Regions from separate parts of the Mus musculus genome. Here region 1 is linked to region 2. A link is a contact called in public Hi-C data. All regions are on one chromosome and are shown on one strand. The core of a region is the stretch at or near the end of the contact, and the rest is flanking DNA. Distances in the headings are between cores, read along the strand shown.

What was found. Hi-C and Micro-C count contacts between places; a contact is called where the count stands out from the background.
Region 1: a Hi-C map of cerebellum shows a contact between it and region 2, with 4 times the contacts expected there. The contact joins two enhancer-like sites. A contact is called at or near these places in 4 of 484 Hi-C or Micro-C datasets (cerebellum, cerebral cortex, cortical neurons and 1 more).

Annotation. Positions count from the first base shown.
Region 1 is chr7:78,764,172-78,769,011 of GRCm38.p6, forward strand. No RefSeq gene overlaps it. Among named protein-coding and RNA genes, the nearest start is that of Mrpl46, 16 kb to the right of the region's middle. Within about 2 kb of position 2,105, at least 31 of the 459 cell types and tissues checked have an H3K27ac peak or open chromatin away from gene starts, as enhancers often do. A contact at or near this core is called in cerebellum, where this site is marked.
Region 2 is chr7:78,516,920-78,521,803 of GRCm38.p6, forward strand. Ntrk3 (neurotrophic tyrosine kinase, receptor, type 3) reads right to left here. Exons shown (of 17, transcript NM_008746.5): 2 at 500-574. Among named protein-coding and RNA genes, the nearest start is that of Gm39038, 55 kb to the right of the region's middle. Within about 2 kb of position 2,067, at least 3 of the 459 cell types and tissues checked have an H3K27ac peak or open chromatin away from gene starts, as enhancers often do. A contact at or near this core is called in cerebellum, where this site is marked.

The DNA.
Region 1 (4,840 bases), core at 855-3,354, 250 kb after region 2:
ATGCCCCTCTTCTCAGCTCTGCAGTGAGTGGGACCTCAAAGCTAACCCTGACGGGAGTATTTACACCAAGGAAATCAGCATGAGGTACCATATCAAGGACACCTACCACCCATCCACCACCTCCAAATGCTTACCTACCAGCACGCCACGGGTGTGAGGGATCCACTACAACCTCACTCATAGACAGAATGAATGGGGCCCTGGCAACAGGTAGAAGATTCTTCTTTAAATGCAGACACTTAAGGGCTACAGGTGTGGCTCAGTGCTAAAGTGTTTGCATAGCATCGTGAGTCTATGAGTTCAACCCCCCAGCACTACAAAATGAATGAATGAATGAATGAATGAATGAATGAACGATTTTTTTAAAAAAGCACATCTGGGCCGGCAAGATGGCTGAGCAGGTAAAGGTGCTTGCTTCCAAGCTTGACAGCCTCTGTTCAGTCTCAGGAACCCACGTAGTCTAAGTTGCCCTCTTATTTCCACACACGCACTGCTGCATCTGTACGCGTAGATAAATAAACAATTTTTAATTTAAATAAACACACTCATTCCACGTAACAACCACAGAAGGTAAGGATGACTTGCTAAGGGTCATACGGTGACAGTGAATTCGTACTAGGTGGGCTAGAGCCAAAATCCATGTGCTTTGCCCCTGTACATCACCCTGTTCCGCTTCCTCCCCTTTAGACAGCTTCAGGAGATTGCACTCTGCCACAAGTGCATAATTCAAAGTCCTGGCTGCAGAGAACCTGCATCCCCTGGTTTGGAGGCAGAGAAGGGCTGGGATTCCATTGCTCGGGATTCTTTAGAAAGATGGAAGATGCAAGCATCTCATCTGGAGAAAAATTCCCCTCCCAGCACTCCAACCCTAGAAATGTGCCTAATGATGCTTTCTAAACTGCAAAGTCGGGTTTTCATTACAAACACAGGTTGACGGCCCATATGCAGCATTATTGGTAATGAATGGTTTTCCACATCTCTGCCCTGCTATAGCTGCCCTGCCCACCTCTCTGATACTGAAGGCACAAACTGTACTGGCCCTTCCAAGACCCTTGGAAAATGCTGCCCTGGCCTGAGGAATAAGGAACATGGCCATCCCTGTCCCCAGCCCTGTGTGGGGACCTGGGGGGAGGGGCGCTTCTGGGAGGTCCTGGCTAAGTGGCATCAAGGACCAGATGGCTGAGGAGATTACTACGATTTCGTTTCCATATAATCCATAAACTTGGATGAGTTAATGTTTCTTCAAATGCATTATCTTGTAATCCCAGGGAAAGCTGTGCAGAGCCAAGAGCCTGGTTCTCTGGCCTCTACATGCCTGGCATGCTGGGTAATCCCTGCTTTGCCCAACAGGTCTTAACAAAGGCCAAGGAGCTTGGCCAGCAGGGGAGGAGATGCTGGCGGCAGGGCAAGGCTGGCACCTAGGAGGCTGGCATTTGAGGGCAATTGGGCAGGCCCGTAGGCTCCCAAACAATGCTGGGAATCCCACACTACAACCAAGCAGAGCCCACAGGACATCTGAGCAAAAGCCCAGGTGGGGATGAAGATTTCCTACTCTCTTGCTTTTGGCTCCATCCTTGGCAAAATGACTAACTCTGGGCCTTATTGTCTCAAAATATAACAAGGGATAGAAGCAGGTGACTCAAAGAGTCCACTTCGATTCACTCTCTGCTACATGTGAAGCCAAGGTCAGCACTGTTTCCCTGTCATATGCCAGGAGCTGTGACGAATAGATTCCACCGAACCCACTCCATGCTCGGGTAAAAACTAGCTGCTTCCAGGATCCTGGGTGTGCTGCTTGAACCTGGCATCATGGCACATGAGGACTGGTCTTAAGATGGAGCTCTGCCACTGACTAGCTAGCAAGCCACCTCCCTCCAGCTCTTCCCTCATCTGTCAGCTAGAGTTGCTTCTTCAACTGGTATCTCACGAGTGTCAGAGAAACTCAGAACACAGGGTGAACCTACCAACCTGTGAATATGTAACATCGAGTCCAGTACGCGGCCGGCAACCTGCCTGCAAGCTGGTGTCCTTGCCCTTTCCCCCAGTTCTTTCTACCTCTCCTGAGCTGCCTCACCCTTTTAGTGATCTCAGCTTAATCCTGTCAGCTCCTTCTGATGCATTAAGCTAATGCATTAACGATTTGGTTGGTGACTTCTTCCTTGCAATACAGTTGCGTGTTTGCAGTGGCCATCGTGCCTTGACTCGTTGTTGTGGACAGATGGCCACCTGGCGGTAATAACACGCTAGAAAGCCTAAGAGCCAGTGGGGCTTTCTGACCCACAGCCCAGCTTTTGGCCAAGCGTACCTAGGAGGGATATACGTTTGTGTGTGGCGCCTCCCTGTGGATACGATGTGTACTGCACAGACTCACCCAATCCCTGACGCACATGAACCAGCAGCTGCCCCAACCAGGACGTGAATCCAACATTCTTACACTGCCAATGCAGAAAACGAGGCCCACATGCTGGCATAGAACTTGTTCAAGATTATACAGTTCCCTTGGCATTTTGAAAACAGTAATAAATGACTGGCAACAATCTCTCATAATTTTGAGAACAAGAAAGCCAGAATCAAAGTGTGGTTTGCCCAAGGGTGTGTCCATGAAATGTGAATTTAGTTTCGGTGGTCAGTTCTCACACCATAAATCTTTAGGGAGATAGAGATGGCTCCCATTCTTTCCTGAGGAGCCAGGTAGTGATGACCCACGTGGCTTCTGAAATCATATCTAGCTAAATGATGCAAAAATCTGGTCCTATAAAATGCCCCTTTAAGTTTCTGCAAGGACACTGTCCATCAAATGGACTCTATCCAAGAAGATGGAGTCTGTCGTGAGGCTGGGCACTGTTCTCTGTATCCACCTAGAGAAGGCAGAGATGCTTCCTGAAGCTTTAGCTCAGTAAAGCCCTGGAGAAGCAGAGGAGAAGGTGCCACTGAACTCAGCAAAATACTGAATGGTATGAACTAGGATTTAGTTCAACAGAGATTCAACCACACCTAGAGAGCTACGGGCAAGGGATGAGACTGCTCTCCTGTGAGTGTTGCTCCTGAGGATTATCTGAAAAGGAATCAAAACTGACACATGTCAGAGACTTCTGCGTGCTGGTGTTGATCACCAACGATTCACAAAAGCCAAAATGGTTCACCCACAGATGAACACAGAGAGTGTAGTATGTATACACAATGGAGTGCTACCTAGCCACAAAGAACAAACTCATGTCATTTATGGGAAAATGGACATTAAGTAAAATAAGCTGGATTCAAAAAATACTATCACAGGTGCTCTCTCATATGTATACTGTAGAGAAAAAAAATAATTGAAGATGCCCCCAAAATTGAAGAGATGACTATGGAAGAAGAAGATGAGGAGGTGGTTACTCCCAAATACATTACATGCGTGTTTAAGTGACACCGTGAAATCCATTATCGTCGTGGCGTTGGCTCAACATCAGTCAGGATGCAGTTAGGAAAATGTAGCCCACGCCATGTCGTTCAAAAGAGACTTTTCAACATGGAGAATGAGTTCCCATGGTGTTGAGAGAGCTGGAAACCAAACAGGGTATGGAGAGGCAATTTGGAGAGGAGCAAGAGTAAAGCCATCACCCTGAGGGCTGGGGACAGCAGAAGAAAACAATGCTACCAGGAGCAAGCCATGCTGCAGGAATGTGAATCAAAGAGGGCTGCCGGCTGTGGACCACAGAGATGCTGAGCAGGCGATGTATGCACGCAGTGGGAAGGAATATTTAGCCTTAGCTTCCCTTCCCTTTAACCTCCTGCCAGTACCTCTCCCTCACTGGCCAAATCCAGTTAGAATCCAGTCAGTAAGAAAGCATGAGATGTGTATTTAAAGGGGTTATCACACACATTCCCCCCAAACACACACACACACACACACACACACACACACACACACACACACAGAGGATCTGAGAGCAAGAGGCAAAGGACCTGAGATGATGCGTGAGGTGAATATTCATGAGTGTATGTGTGATGTGAATGTTCAAGAAGGTGCACGTGTATTATCAAATCAGTTTCAAGGTATGCAGGAATCGATGTATGCAGGCGAATGTGGTAGGTACAGTTGTATCAGAGGTACCGATGTATCGGATCGATCTCAGAGGTTTGTATCGTGTGTGGTAGGAGAAGCATCGTGGGTTTTGGGTGTGATGTGAACATTCAAGGGTATGTGGATGCGTGGCTAGAATATTGATAGCTTTTGATGTGCACGCTTGTGTGTGCTGTGAATGTCCAAGGAGCTGAATGTGATGTGAATGATCAAAGGCATATGACGTGATGTTCCAGAGAGAGAGAGAGAGAGAGAGAGAGAGAGAGAGAGAGAGAGAGAGAGAGAGAGCATTCACAAGAGAGATTTTAGAGAAGAGAGAGACAGGACAGCAGATGTGTACAGAAGTGTTCTCTGTGTAGCATGTGATAGGGAAATGCAGTCATGGGTCATCTTTGACAGACATGCATGCTAAGCTGGTTTTGCCCCCTTATGCACTCAAGATGTCTAAAGAGGATAGTGGCCTAAGCTTTTCATGGGCACTATGCCTCAAGATCCATATCAAAAGCTTGTGTCATCCCACGTCAAGATGCATATCAAAGCCTGTGCCTTCCGGTCTCAAGATCCGGATCACAGGCACGCCTTCCATTTCTGGATTGTCGATCATTTCAGATATAGCCAAGTTGACAACTGGGAATATCCATCACAGGCTCCATCAGATAAAGCATGATTAGTCCCGTCATCTGAGGACACACTGGCCAGGTTGGACTTAGGTGACACCTAAGATCCATCTCCACAGTTGACTTTGACAAGTTATGCATTGCCACTTAGATCCACTCA
Region 2 (4,884 bases), core at 817-3,316:
CCCAATTCCTTTGTTGACTAGGTGAAGGTTGGGATATAAGCAGTCATTGCTGGGTGCTAACCACTACCCATTTTAACCAGCAATTGAGAATCAGGGTACCTGGTGCTCCAGAGATAAGGAGGCTTCAGTCTCTTTATGCTTTCTCCTCTTTCTCCTCACTTTTGGTTGCCCATGTTTGAAACACTGAACTCCACTGTAGTGGTTAGTGGGAATCTAAGGCTGGGGATAGAGTGTAGGGTTGCGCCAAGCACAGAGCTGAAGGATAAACACATTCCCAGAATGCCTTGGAGCAGAGAAACCTTGAAATCCTAACCTTGGGAAGCCCCCAGGCCTGTTTGGACCAAGGTGGCTCCTAACATCCTCAAAATGGGTGATGCCAACCATCCCCAAAAAGGATTCATGAGAAGAAACACTGAAACAGCAGGCTTTCCATTACTACTACTTCGGATGACAGGCAGCATCCCAATTGTCTCCTAGCAAGCCACCCTGGTGTACTCACAGCTTCTGGAGTCCCGTGTAGAGCTCCATGTCCACAGCATTGAGTGTGTGCAGGCCTCGCCAGTTCTCTATGTGTCTGCAGGAAGACAGAAAAGGTCAGTTCGCTACAGCAAGAGGTGGCATACCAGCTTTAGAGTCAGACATGAGCTTGAAGCCTGGAGCATGAGCCATGACTTCTGACAAATCACCAATTAACCCTGAGTTCAGCTTCTCCCCTCTGGATGGTGGGGTTCCACATAGGAGTGAAGGACTCATGGCTTCTAAGTGTATAGCCTAAGGACAGAGTGCTTAGCATCTATCCCCAGCTCGAGAACCCTTCAAACCCATTCTTCAAATTTTTGACTCAATTTACTTCCCTCTTATTTCTATTCAGGATTTTCTAAAGTCGGGCTCTTTTTAGACTCTTTCATATTCTTAATGCCTGCACAGAAATACAATATAAATGATGTGGTTTAGGGAGGGGGTGTGGCTTGCCTAAGGGCATGGCTTCTGTGCAAACAAGATAAAGAAGAAGACATATGTGGCATATGCACCCACCAGGGCACAGACGAACACTCAGTCTGCATAACCATGGTTCGTTCCATTTGGAGCTCAAGAAAACCAGTGGATTGAAATGCACAGAAAAGCAGCTCCAGAGATGGGGCACTCAGAGGCACCATGGGGAGGTAGGAAGAGGGTGCCATGGCAACTAGGCTCAAGTTTCATCTCTGAGACTTGAATGAAGATTAAGCATGCACATTAACCAATCAGAGTCTCCTGTTTCTTTGCGAAGGAGAGGTACCCTACCACCTCAACTCCTCTTCTTTTCACCACCAAGATCTCTTTCTAGGCCTTTCCCTCGAGACCTCCATCTTAAAGAGGGTTGTGTCTAGCAAGAAGACTATATTTATTAAGTAATAATTAATTCATATTCTCAGATTCATCAGAGAAAAAAGTCACTGTTAATTGAAGCTCTTTATCAATACATGCAAACCAGTGTCAACCACCCAGTGCAAAAAAATTCAGCTCAAAGCAAAGAAACTCAAGACTGTTGTTATGAAGAGAAGTTTCATCATAAATATGTGTCTAATTTTTATTAGTTCCTGACAGTGACAAGAGTCAAATATTCCTTCATTGCTGCTTTTGGCATGTCCAAGTTGAAAACCATTCTGTTGTTGATCACCAAGACCCTTTTGTTGTTCTAATAGTGTAGGAAATATGACCTTCCATGAGGTAGCAGAAGATCCTAGGAAATGATCCATCCCAACCCTCTTAGGACCTGACTCCTCCCGCCACCATAACCAGAGGTTGTGATATATAAAAGGTCTCAGCACCATTTCATTAAAGAATATAGTTACTCAAGGCACAATCTGGCCAGAAAAGTGACCATTACTTTTCCCCAGACAGCCCCTCCCTTGCCCGACCACACCAGTGGTTCTGCCATCTGCCGCCCAGTCCAACTAGAGCCAAAAAGGCAGTGTGCCTGTGGCTGCCAGAACTCCTGGCAACATTTCAGAGCTGCACAGTGACAAGGTATGCCAAGAGCCCATTTTGAAACACATTCTCCAAGAGCCCCCGTGGAGCAGCCAGAAGCACTGGCATTTGCTGGGGACATTGACCAGGTGGCCAGGTTGGCATTGGCCTCTAACTCTAATGCCTTCTCTCTGGAAGCCTCATGGTTTCAAGGCAGTTTTCATGCCCTGGTCTCACCGAGGTAGGAACACTGACAACATTTCAGATGTAAGGAAAGCCAAGAGGACTAAGACCACCTGTGCCACTAAGCCTCTCCAGTGTATCTCCCCGGGCCATGGGCCATGTCCAATACCAAGGAGATCACAATGTTTGTACAGCATTCATGGGGGCCCAGCTTCCTACATGGAACTGTTTCTAACAAGTAGCTATAAATCAGATTGTTTAAATAAGTGAAATCACTTTTCTTGGCCCCTATTAGCATCTCATAAATGTGTTTTGATGGTGGCAGAGATGTCAGTCCCTACATCCTGAAACTTTGTTTCAGTCTTTATGATCTGTGCTTATAAATGGACCCTTCCTGACTCCTACATACACTGAGAAGTGACAAGTTAGTGAAGCATCAGTACGGAGACCTCCAGTACATTAAATAATATCTCCAGCATCCTCTGGTGCTTCCGAGTGCTCCTCAATCAGGGAAGAGCAGTATCGCAGCCACATTGCAGACTGGTTACAGGTCAGGGTTCTGTCTGCATTTGTATAGCTTCAAAACTAAGATTCATTTTCATATTTTGTTTTTTTTTAAGTCAAAGGAAAACCATACATCATGACCTGTGAGAACTAGATAAAAATCGGCATTTCTTTGCTCATATCTCTTCACTGTCGTCTACAGCCTTTTTCAAGTTGCAAAGTTGGATCGTTGCTGCACAGACCATATGGCCTACAAGGCTGGGATTTACTTTCTGGCCCTTTATGGGGAAAAGGGTTGCCAGGCCCTGCCAAGAGCAAGGCAGCACCAGAGTGCTAATCCTAGCCCCAGGAGTGCTCCACCAATCACACCCTGTCCCAGCCACCTCACCTGTCTGTGCCTTCCTTTTACCAGCTGTCAAATGGGGGTAATAAACTGCCTGCCTCATAACAATGACATGGGAACTGAAGATGTGTCTTGAAGAGCTCACAAGGGGCTGAGTGGTGGGGATGAAGCCCTGTGCCTCATCTAGCTTACCCAAGACCAAGACCCCAACTTCAATCCCAGTACCACAAAATACTACTGGTAAGCAATATCAGCAACAACAACCATGAGCCCTTTCAGGGCTGGGGACATAGAAGTCCCTGGAAGGCATAAGCTAAGGGGATTTTATGAGACATCGTTCCTTAGTTTTTGAGTACAGACAGCGTCATGCTTCTGGTAGAAGTTGTCTTTTCTTGGCCATAGATTTTTTTTTATTGCAAAAGAGTAGGGTCATCTTTGACTTTAATGACCCATCATGGCAGGATAGAAGGACAGAAAACCTGTCATTCGTGACTTCCAGGAAAACAACCTCGAGAAAGCACTTGTGAATCACCAGGTACAGAACACTTGGCATTGAGTCTGACAACCTGAATGTAATCTCTAGAAGTACACAAGATGAAAAGGGGGGAACTAATTCTTCTAGGTTGTCTTTACAGGCGTGCATGCACACACACACACACATGCACCAGGTTATACAACAACAACATCAAAAATGAATATATACATATACATATACTGACTTTTAAAAGAAAGAAAATCCCTATGGTGGGCGAGGGCAGGAGAGAGAAGATGCATGCCAGGGAAGGTGCAGCCTTGACATTTGCGAATGACGTTGGCCGGCTCCTGCCAAGTCTTCTATGACTCATTGCTTGGTACCAAACAAGGCAAGTCACTTATGGTAACTGTGCTGACTGCTATTAGAAGGCCACAAGTATCAGTGGAAAAGGCTGGCTCTTCAAAGTATAATAAATGAATAGGATGAGGTAAGAGACTACAATTGGTATGGTTTTGTTAATGCCAAATTGGGGAGGCAGCGCCCAGTGCCAGTACACGGGGTTCTTCGTGTCCATTGCTTTTTCTGGGTATTCCAGTTCAATACATATACATTTTTAAAAGGTCGGGACTTAAGTAAACCCTGTGGTGCAGGAGTGACAGGAGCCAAACTGGCTCTCCCTACAAATGTCTCACAAAGCTTGCTGTAGGGTCAGGAGCAAAGAGATTTCAGTGATAGTGGAAGATAAAAGAATATATGGCAATTAGGGCCCCCATAAGGACCCACGGTCCTGTTTCTCTACTTGTGTCCCTTCTCCAATCAGTAGCAAGGGAGAGAGGGTAGCGAGAAACCAAAGAACTGAACCTGGGCTCTCTCCCTCACTTTATATCAATTGTTTCCACTTTATTAAGTTTACAGCAAAATTCTCAAGAGGAGGTAATTTTGCCTCCCAGGGGACAGTTTGATTGTCACAACTGGGGAAAGAATAACACTAATGTCTGGTGGGTAGGGGAATGAGACAGACAGAATAGACCCTTGTTGGCAAAGTATGTGTCCCAGAAATCCCCAGCTCTGAGAGGAAGACCTTTGCCTTATCACATAAAGCACCTGCCCAAGTTGTCATCGAAGCTAGTAGAGTCCCATGGCTTAAAATGTCATTTTTGGAAATGACTGCTCTGCATCAAACACTATGGGCCAAAACAAAAGGCTTGCTCTTATACCAGTGAGTCTCAGAGGGAAATTCAAAAGTGATGGCTTTCAGGACCCTCTCAAGTCAAGGGGATGACCAAGTTATCAATGAGATCTACCTGCCAAGAGCCTTCTCTCACGTTCATCTCAGTTTCCAGGCCTAAGCTTCCACATTGTCTCTTCATGAAACTGCAAAACTCTGACAGGACCCCGTGAACACCCCTTTTCCAAAGAGTGTGACAAA